Linked DNA regions of Manis pentadactyla: region 2 is linked to region 1. The links are chromatin contacts, called in public Hi-C maps. All regions are on one chromosome and are shown on one strand. The core of a region is the stretch at or near the end of the contact, and the rest is flanking DNA. Distances in the headings are between cores, read along the strand shown. Region 1 holds the start of FAM131C (family with sequence similarity 131 member C). Region 2 holds the start of FBXO42 (F-box protein 42).

Region 1 (5,280 bases), core at 755-3,254:
GTCTCGAGTGGTGTGACCTCAGACAGGTGCGGCAGAGGCTGCCAGCCCCAGGTAGGGGCTCCGAGGACCTGGGCCCCAGCCCCAGCCCAGCCCTGATGCCACCTCGCAGCCTGACCTTGGCCAGCCCCTCTTCCTTCCTGGCTTCTGCACTGTGTCCGGCTGCTCTGAAGCTCGCAGGCAAGGCCACCTGGGGCTGGGCCCCCAGTGCTTGGCACAGGATGGCCAAGCGATGGGGAAGGGACACAGCCACCAAAGAAACAGCAGATCCCAGAGCACCAACGTCCGAAGCCTGTCCAGAGTTTAGGGGTTTCTGGAGACACTCTGAGCGCCTGTCAATCCTAAGGAACCTGAAACACTCCTCACTCTCAAAACAACTTTCCCTCTGCAGGCTCAGGCCTCACGACAGCAGATGCTGTGCTGGGTGCCCAGTATGTACGCGGTGCCTGGCACACAGGAGGCGTCATGCTAACATCCGCTCAATGACTGACCCTCACACAGCCTACCCCCACCCATGACCCCAGCCCTCGCACCCTCCTGAGGCACTTCCCTGAATGTCCCGCGTGGACTGGTCAGCAGAGGATTCAGGGCCGGGGTGCTGTGCTGCTTCCTGAACATCCCCCAAGACAAGGCGCCCTCCAGGGCCTGCCCAGCTCCTCCCTAAGGCCTGTTCATCCCTCTGCGCCTGAGTAAGCTACTGGGGGTGATGGGGAGGGTGGCAGCCCCCAAGGCCTCGTGGTTGGAGTCAGTGGGCTGGACTTGAGCCTGCCTCTACACTGTGGGGTGAAGAGAGCAGGTGGGAGAATGGCGCCGTGAACCTCTTTGAGAATGTTGCTGGGCAGCCTGTTGGAAAGCTGGTGGGGGGCAGGGTTCAAAGACCGACCTGCCAAGCCCCCTGCTCTGGGCAGACTCCTGCCGTACCCCCAGGGCAGCTCGCTCCAGCTCCGGGGTTCCACCACCTGGGTAGAAGCGGGGCTTGGGCACAGGGGGGAGAGGGAAGGGTGCCCGGTCAGGGCGGCTTTTAAAGCGCTGAGACAGACAGAAAGGCCCGGGGGTTGTTGGGAACATCAGCTGTCTCTGTCCCTTCCTGTCCCCTAACCGAGGATGGGGGTGGGGATGAGGAGTTAGGGATAAAGGTGGGGGAAGGGGTACCTTCTTTGTGATCTGTTCCTCTCTGTTAACCCTTGGCTGCCCGTGGGGTTCAGGGACTCCGAACACGGGCATGGGGTAAGGGGACAGGGTGGGGCCACTGAGCTGGTAAGGCCCGTGACTTGGGTCATGTGGGAGGGGGAGTCTGCTTGCTCTCCTGGGGCCCCCACAGCCCCTCCGGAGACGCCAGGTGAACCACAGCCTCCCTGCCCTCCAGAGCACCTGGCAGGGGGTGTGTGGCTGCTGGGAAGGAAGGACCCTGCTTCATGCCACCTGCCGGGTGTGGTTCCACGCGGGCGGGGATGCGGTGACCTCCCCACACTCTCCGCTGTGCCGTCCTCTCCACCCCGCCAACGCGCCCTGTCCGCCCCGAGGCACCGTGTCGCGTGGGGCTCGGCGCGGGTGGGGTGCGGCTGCTCCGGGAAGGGCGGGTCTCCCCCACCCAGGTTCCTCGGAGCGGCTGAGCGGACGTGTGCGCGTCCTGCGCGCGGGGACCCGGGGCGCGGCACCCCCTCCCGCCCGGCGCGTGGTCTCCTTACCTCGCGACACGCAGGAGCCCATCGCGGGGCCACGGGGCCGCAGCGCTGCGCCTCGGGTGCGTCGGGCAGCCGGGCGCTCATGTCTCCGCGGGCCTGGGCTCGCGCGCGGCGCCGGCGCAGCTGGAGGGCGGGCGGCCGGGCGGCGCGGAGGGGGCCGGGGCTCCGCTCGCCGCGGCTGCGGCTCCGCCGGGTCGTGCCCGCCGCCGCCTCCCGCGCCGCGCGCGCTCTGCGGGCCGCGGGCAGCACCGCCGGCGGGGGCCCCGGGGACCGCCCGCCCAGAGCCCGGGGCGCCCAGCCGCGCGGAGGGGCCCCGCCCCTGCCCCAGCCCGGCTCACCTGTTGCCGCAGCCCGGGCTGGCGGGTGCGGGGGTCGGAGAAGGCTGGGGGGTGCGGGAAGGGTGGCGGGCCACGCAGGGCGCGAGGAGCCGAACCTCTGGCCCTCCTGTCGCGCCACCTGGTGACAGGGCCTGAAGGTCAGGGAAGGGGGCGGTGGGGGCGGGGAGATTCTGGCTTTTGGGGCACAAAGTACACAACATTAATTTAATAACCAGACACCTGGCTGAACACAGTAACAATACTTCCCTTACACCTGTTTTGCAGGGGACGAAAATGAGGCCCCAGAAGTCAGATGCCTTGCGGAGGTCCCTTAGCTGTGAGGGACAGAGACTTCTGACCGTCAGTTCCTCATTCTGGGGACCCTGGCGTAGGGTGGAGGGTCAGTGATGGGAGTAGCATACTAGTGGCTCACTGCTGGACAGGCATCAAGCATCACCTTGCATGGCCTCTGCAAGGCCCGAAGTGGGGCAAGACTGCCTCTCGGGCTAATATAGGGCAATGAGAACTGAGGCCCAGGGTCTCAGCCTGGGAATCCTGTCTAATGGAGCAACAGTGGGCCACTCTAATCACGGGCCCACCTGCAAACTCACTCTCACACACGTACACACTGGCACATGCTAACACACAGCCACACACTTGTACACACAAGCACACACTCACTAACAGCCACACACACTCCTATTTACATACAATCACCACACCCACAGCTCCTTAGCAAACCTCCCCAAGCACATAGCCCTTCTATGTCTGAGTCACTTGCACATATTTTGTCTCTCCATCCTTACATATACCTGTAAACCTTTTATAGGTGAGGAACTCAGGTTCACTGGTTCCCTTCAAAAACCTGGGGATGGCCCAGCAGGGTTTGGGAGGATGAATAGGCAGGAGCATAGGGTGGAGCTGGAGGCCTCTAGCAGGGCAGGGTCGGGCCTGGTGGGACTTCCAGAGGCTGGGGTAGGGGGTGGGGTGGGTGCTGCGCTTTTTCTCTTCTTCCAGGCCTGGTGCCCTCTCTTGAACAAAGTCTGGTGGAGAGTGGCCCTAGCTGCTGGTGTCAGCAGACCGGCTGTGAATTGGGGCTCAGCTCACACAAAAGGGTGTGACCTTGGACAAATTGCTTCACCTCCCTGAGCCTCCGTTTTTTCATCTGTTAATTGGGAGTAAAAATCTCATCTTGCAGAATCGCTGTCAGGATTCATGAGATAATATATGCAAATATCTGGCACACAGTAGGTACTTAACTTAGGGTTAAAAATAAATAATAGTAATGGTGAACACAGCTTTCCTGCACCTATGCGAAGCCTGGAGAAGCTCCATTCAGTGGATGTGTATGAAGCACCTACTATGTGCCACTGTGAACAAGACAGACATGCCAGTCCTAAAGTCAGTGCTGTGTTCATCACAGGTGCTCAGAGCCCCCCATGTTCTGCCCCCATGAGACCAGCCCCACCCTCCAGATCTGTCCTGATCACCAGGGATGCTCCAGTTCCTTGCACAGTGCCAGGTGTGTGCCTGCTCTTGTGTGAGAAAGACAGGTCTGCCTGTGGCCAGGCTCCAGGGTCCTGTCCTGCGTAGCCCGGGGATGGGGAGGCTGAAGTGTCCCTTCCCTTCTGCCTGGTGCAGAGTGACTGGATCTGGCTTGGAGAGAGAGCTCTGACTCACCCTGACGCGGGGCGCTTGGTCACAGCTGCTGTTGCTCCCAGCTGGCAGCCTGGCTGCTCTGTGGGTATAGGGGATGGTGGGGGGGAGTGCCTGCAGAGAGGATAGGGCAGCTCACAGCAGAGAGGGTGCCTGGGAACCCCACTGTGCCCCCTTCAGCCTAGGACAGGGACAGGTGGGTGAGGCTGGGCAGTGGCCCCACCCAACTCAGAGATATGGCTGTGGTGGGGTGAGGTGGTTTTGTCTGTCCCAGCCTCTGGCATTCATGGCCGTCAGCTCCACACTGACTCAGTCCTCTCCTTGTACATGCTGGTGCTCAGGGAGGAGCAGGGATTTGCCCAAGGTCACCCAGCAAATCGATGGCAGAGTGGGGACTAGAAGCCAGGTCTCCTGTCTGTCAGTCCAGCCCTGGCACTAACCTGAGACTGGGCCGTGCCAGGGTGGGCAGCTCCCACTTGCAAACCCACATTCACCTTCCCAGTCCTTGGAATTCTGCTGAAGCTGATGATTCCCAGATTCCCAGACAGCTCCAAGAGGTGTGGTTGTCCTTCCCCAGGGGCAGGCTGTCCTTTCGCAGCTCAGCGCACTGTCCATCTGCCCCTTGACCTTCCACTGCCCTCCACCACTGCCCCACCCACCCATGGGGGAGAAGGGGAGGGGACCCCTGGTGGGGGAGGGGACAGGGGAGAGAATTCTGGGTCATCCCCTTCACATCCAGAATCCCCTACTCCCATCATGATTTGGGGGATCCAGCCAGAGCCACCACTCCTGTGGCCTGCCCCCACTTGTTCTTATTCAACAATGGACATTCACCAACCCTGAGTGCCTGGCCCTGGGCTGGGCACCAGAGCGTGGAGAGGAGATGCTACAGGGTTTGTTCAGAGATACAGTGTTGAATCAGACTCAGCCCCTCCCAGGCAGTCCTGGGGGACAGCGGTCACAGAAGCAGGGAGCCATGTGCATAAACGGCATGGATCAGGAATGGTGCAGCCTCAGGCCAGGCAAGTGTTCTTAGAGAAGAGCTGCTTCTGCCAAGGGTCGTGGGGAAGGCTTTGAGGCCATGGTGACCCTGCAATGGGATATTGAAGGCTAAATGGGATGTTGGCATTTAGAGATGGAGGAGGGCTCTGTGTGCACAAAGGTATGGAGGCAGGATGCTGGGGGCCATCAGGAGATTGGCATAATGACATCCAGGGTCTCTGGGGAGAGGACAAGACTCCTGACTGGTGTTGGCCATCTCCAGGCCTCAAACATCTCTTCAATATTGGTTTTCTTGGGAAAGGCAGAGTTGAATAAGCAGAAAGAGAGAAGAACTGGAAACCAGGCAGATGTAGGTTTGATTCCTATACCCAGAACAATATGTAGTAGGTGCTCAATAAGCATTTGTTGACTGAAAGAGAGACTTGTCCAAGGTCACACATCTAGAAAGTTCTATAGCTCTGTACTGACTGATTCAACCTTTCAGTTATCCAGCAAATGCTTACTGAGTACCTACTCTGTGTTCAGCACTGTTGTGGTGTTGAGATCACAGCATGAATGAGACTGACGATGTTCCTCTTCACTGGGCGAGGGAGAACCATTCTGGTGGGGCAGGTAGGCATTAA
Region 2 (5,349 bases), core at 2,672-5,171, 220 kb after region 1:
AACACTTGTTTGCCTTTATAGAATTTAAATCAAATACTCAAATGTATATATTAGAAGACAAGAGAAAATAAGTTATTATCTAAACTAAGTAACCATCCTGAGTAGTAAATTTTACAAGTAACTACTGCTTTACATAATGCCCATACATTTATCTTGTGTGTGTGTGTGTGTGTGTGTGTGTGTGTGTGTGTGTGTGTACAAGCATCAAAGCACCAAAAATACTTCCATCTTTGAAGCAAAACACCGAACAGAAACACTGGAAAGAACTAAATAAAAACTTATCAAATAAATTAAACTTAGAAAACAAATTCAAAGATAGAAATTTAATATGGGAAGAACCAGAATTCAAAGCAAATTTGCTTCCTAATACACGCATAAGTAAGAAAATGCAAAATTAAGCTATACGAGTACCACTAAATCATAATTTCACAAGACATTTAAAAGAATGTTACAAGAAACAATCTTAAAAATAAGCTGTATTGCGCTTAATACTGGGCAATTTTTAAATGATTTTTCTATAGGTCATCCTTTCAGGTGTAACAGCCACCATACAGAAAAATGTGGTTCACTTTTGTCAACCACAACCTTAAAACACTCATTTTCAGTTAAGATACAGATTGCACCTGTTCAACTAAAACAATACTGCATTACTTAAAGATTCTATTCAATCCAAAAACTCATTAAAATTCTTGCAATGTAGGCAAAATGTAGGTAATTATAAAAGGTGAGGAACTTCTATTGGGATACAGAAATTCAGTATCAGAGATGCTAAGCCATCTCAATTCACATAGATTCTTTTTTTTTTATTAAACTATTCATTGATAAACAATCTCAGTCCACATAGATTCTATAAAATAGCATAGGTGTGGCTTAAACTGTCAGCTTCACAAAAAAAGGAAAGGACCTTCACATTTTATCACTGGGAGAATGGAGGCAGTACGAATAACCACTTACAGTCAACATTCTAAGGGACTGACAAGTAAACATTAATTAAATGTAACCAAATTAAAATCATACAGTACTGCTTGTGTCAGTGTACAAAACAAAAAGCAAAACATCATCACTCTAAAGTTGTTGCCACTTAGTAATCTGAGATATTTTAATTGTAGCTGTAATGTCTGTGTTTGTTGCCTGCACATATGACTAACTCTCAGAAAGGTTCTCTCAAGACTCTGTTGGGTTTTTTAGAATGCAGAAACCATAACTGGGGCATACTGTGTGGGAAGTGTCAATGACAGTGAATGAATAAAAGGGGAAAAGAACTCAAGATAAATTTTTTTGGTAAGTTTTTATAAAAAGCAAGTCACTCATAGAAGGCAGATTTTTCTGCAGAACAATAGGAAAGGTTGGGGAAAGCCATTCTGCTCTGAGTAGCCTTTCCTGACTCCCTTGGTTGGACTCTGGGCACTTCTCACACTATAATATACTTAACTGGTTCCCCTGTCTGGCTCTCCAACCAGGCTGCAGGCAGCTTGAGACCAAAAGCTGTCTTATCTTAGAATCATTAGCACCTACTTCCCAAAATGCCCAGCACACAGAAGACCCTCAGTAGTTGTTTTCATAAAACTGATTTATTGAACAATCATTTTTACATTTATCTTCTAATTTACAAAGTGCTTTCACAAACATTACCTCCTTTGATCCACACAACAATCTTGTGAAGTGGAAAGGACATCATTTAACCAAGTAGCTTTTGGTTTTATAAGGCATTGTTAACCGACTGAAACAACCCTGAAATCACAAAGATAATCACATATTTATCCATCTTTGGGATTACTTCTCCTTGGAACCTCAATATTCTTGTATAACCCAGAGGTTTTGCTAGCATTTTCCAGGCTTCACTTCATAATAGGAAGGAATCAAACAGCTCTGAATCTTACAGAAGGGTTTTAACTACGTAAAGCAGTGTTAGATGAAGACTCTTCCAGAAATCAGACATTAAGAAGCATCCTAAGCTATTTTTCCTGATCTGTTCTTTTTGTGATTATGAGAAGGCAAGGAATTGCTAAAGGCAGAATGCTGGAGAGTGAATGATGTCATGGGTGTCATGAAGCTGCATCAATACCTGATGATGATTTAGCACAACAATGCAACACATTATGCCAAGAAGCATAGTGTCAAGCCACCAGGATGTTTTACTGCATTAATTTCATGACTCTCTTAGCAAATTGAAATGTAGAGTGGCTCTTCAATTTTGTACAAGGAGAAGTTGTTGGTTTGGGTTTACATCCCTAAGAAAATCTACAACTCTCTATGGAAAAGGATTTAAGGGGAAAATGGTCAAAGGATTTGCTAATAATAAACTAGACGATTGTCATTTTAGCAATTAAAAACTTTCAAAGACAAAACACCGGTGGGTCAAATGTACACTGAGTACTGTATTTATACTGGGCTTGTCAAAAGCGAAGTTGCAGGGTCTAAGATGACAACATACAAGAGAAAGGGCACCCACTCATAGTATCTCAAAGTTAGGAATCTGAGAGCATCACTATTCTGTATAAAAGCTACAGACTGAAATTTAAACCTTCAATTCTAAAGATAGGATTTCCTCTCAAATTTTCCTTGTCCCTTTAAATCGATGTCATCATTCTTAGGCACTAACAAAACAAATTTTAGTCATAAAAGGTATTTGGCGTATCCAAGCCAAAAACCATAGCCTCAACAATTCCCCATAGCACGATTCCAGCTGAAGCCATCATTTCTCAAGGAAGAGATCACAAGCCTTCAAACCGGCTTCCCCACGTGATAGAAACTACATCAAAGTCTCCAAATTAGCATCTGAACAACAAGTTGTTTTCAAAAAAGAGTAACAAGCCTACTACAACGTCCCCGCCAGCAAATGAGAACTGGTAATATGTGTCTGAATCTTCATCCAAAACTATCAGAATGCCCCCCCAAAAAAGTCCAGAAATTCTGGCGATTATGAAATGACGCTTTTATTTTACTAATAAAATTCGGGAGATTTCATAGAAAACAGCAACTCCGAATCTTAACAATCCAAACAAAGGTTTCAAACGAACGAGAGCTTCCTTAGTCCGAAGTTAACTCTGCAGAGACCATCAAGATCTTAGCGTTGTTTCTCCCTCGTTTGCAAATTCGTTCCCACCCTCCCCCGTTCCCTTTGCACAAACAACTCTCACCAGAAGCCTTCCACAGTCACAACGTGGATTCGCTGTCTCAATCAAGGAGATCCTCAGTTCCCACTTCGCTAGGGGAACGCTCAAAAAGCTAAGGGGTGGGAAAGGCTGCTTGTGTTTTATTTTTTAAGCTAATTCCAAAATCTTCCCTTTGCAGCTTCCGAGATGCTGCCCCTCGCCGCAGTCCCAATTTTGGAGGGCACCAGACACCGGCTCCCTCGCAAGGCGTTAAAGACTCCGGGGTGGGGTGAAAGATTATATTACACCCTCAGTCACCCTTATCCTGGTCATACACCCTTTCGAGGCCCCACTGAGAACCGCCCTGCTTGAGGAGAGGGGCCAAAATGACTTCCATCCTAAGGGCTGGCTGGAAAGTGGCTCTCCTCCTCCTTGCCTAATACAGGAAGGCCAAGGATGATGACCGCAAGGCCCCCACGTCTGCCGGCACTGACCGCCGGGCGGGGTGCAGGGCCTGCGCCGAACCCGGGGCGCCCACTGCCCCCTGCGAGCCCCGGGCATAAAGGGCAGGATGCGCTGGCTCCCCGCCGCGGTCCCGGGAGGAGGAGAGGCCTCACCTGGCCCAGCCCGCGCCACGCTCTCAGGTTCGCTCGGCTGGCGACAGCGATGAGGGAGCCGAAGACAGGGCAGGGCCAGAGGCGCTCCGCCTCAGGCCGCACTTGCCGCACTCGGGGCCCCTCACAGCTGGCGGGACCCCGAGCCTCACGGAGACGCCATCTTCCTCCACTCAAACGCCGCGGCCCCTGCTGCTCTGGCCCCGGAGAAGACAGCGCGGAGTGCGCATGCGCCGGGTCCCGGCGCGGAGGCCGCGCGCGCACACTTAAGCGCGGCGGGTCCGCGCGAGGCAGCCTTGGGGCGGCGCCATGTTGGGAAGGGACGTGTCTACGCGCAGAGGTTCTCCAGAAGCTGGAACGCTGCTCTGGGTGAGCGAAGCTAAGAAACGTCGCGCTTCCGCGCCCGCCGTCCTTAGGTACCTAGAACCGACCTCAGATCTGCACCCACCCTCCTTTGCACTGCCTGGGGCAACTTGAGCGGTTTTCCCAGGGACGTGAGACTATGACAGGCGTTTGACCGGGAATTAACTCATTTGTACCCCCTGGGGGCCCGGTTGAACACAGCGGAGAGCAGTTGCGGATGGAAGTGCTCTTGGATGCCAACTCAGGGAGGGAACTCAGTGCCTTGGTTGTGCAAGTGAAGCCTCCCTTAACTGAAGCAAGCGCTGTGTAACTTGTTACTGGCTCCATTTCTCAGATGTGGAAACTGAGGCACAGAGAAGTAGCACTCATTTTCCCGAGGCCACACATGGGGAGGACGGCAGGGCGGTACCAGATTTGAACTCAAGACTGTCTGGTTCCCAAGCTGCTGTACTTTATGCTATCACTTATCACCAGGCGTTGAATTCCAGCAAAATCCCCTTCCAAGGGAGCAACTTGGTCTGTGACCACCTTTTAGACCCCTTCATGGCACCGCATGTGGTCTAAGGAAATACCAGAGATACAGAGCCCCGGGGCTTCAGTCTTCACCTCTTGCACTTAAAACTGAAGTAACCTTGAGCTGCCAACCCACCACCCTGGGATAAAATGGACCTTCTGGGATATCTCTTAGGATATAGGTCCGAGTGAGCAAGGCACTATTGAGCAGATTTGGGTTAGCCTTGCTCTAGAAAGCACTAGATCTGTGTTCCTCAAAATTGAATAATGCAAAGATCCTTGGGAATGCACTCATGGAATCTCAGTATGAGAAACACTGACTTAAGAAATTCAAGTCTTTCAGGGAAATGTCACTGCAGAAGAGAAACTTGGCAATTACAGCTGGTAAAGGATATATTAAAATTGTGTCATTAAATCCCCAAGCTTAAAAATTGTCGAACTTGGGACCAATCTCTTTCTCCCCCCACCAAATAACCTATGGAGCTCAATGTAAGAAACACTGGACCAGCTATTAAGCACTTCCTTTTTAAAATGCAGGTTCCAGGGCCCACCTTAGACCCTGCTTCAGACTTCTTCAAAGTTCCCTGGGGATTCTGATGCCCAGTTAGTTTTGTAACTGTTGGATGGTGTTGGAACAAGTTCAAGTATGGAACCACTCCACCCCTGGATCTCCAGCTTCAAGAGAGCACAGATTTTTTCTGTCTGTTATGTTCACTGCTTTATCAACTAATATAGAGACTGGCACACAGTAGGGACTCACTGGA

Evidence for each region. A called contact is a pair of places that touch in the nucleus more often than the background predicts.
Region 2: a Hi-C map of skin fibroblasts shows a contact between it and region 1, with 9 times the contacts expected there. The contact joins the promoter of FBXO42 here to the promoter of FAM131C in region 1. A contact is called at or near these places in 3 of 3 Hi-C or Micro-C datasets (blood, fibroblasts and skin fibroblasts).

The regions. Positions count from the first base shown.
Region 1 is chr4:11,564,149-11,569,428 of mManPen7.hap1, forward strand. FAM131C (family with sequence similarity 131 member C) reads right to left here and starts at 2,005. Exons shown (of 7, transcript XM_036914352.2): 1 at 1,686-2,005. The coding sequence starts at 1,707.
Region 2 is chr4:11,783,327-11,788,675 of mManPen7.hap1, forward strand. It overlaps FBXO42 (F-box protein 42), which reads right to left and starts at 3,922. Exons shown (of 10, transcript XM_036914372.2): 1 at 3,713-3,922.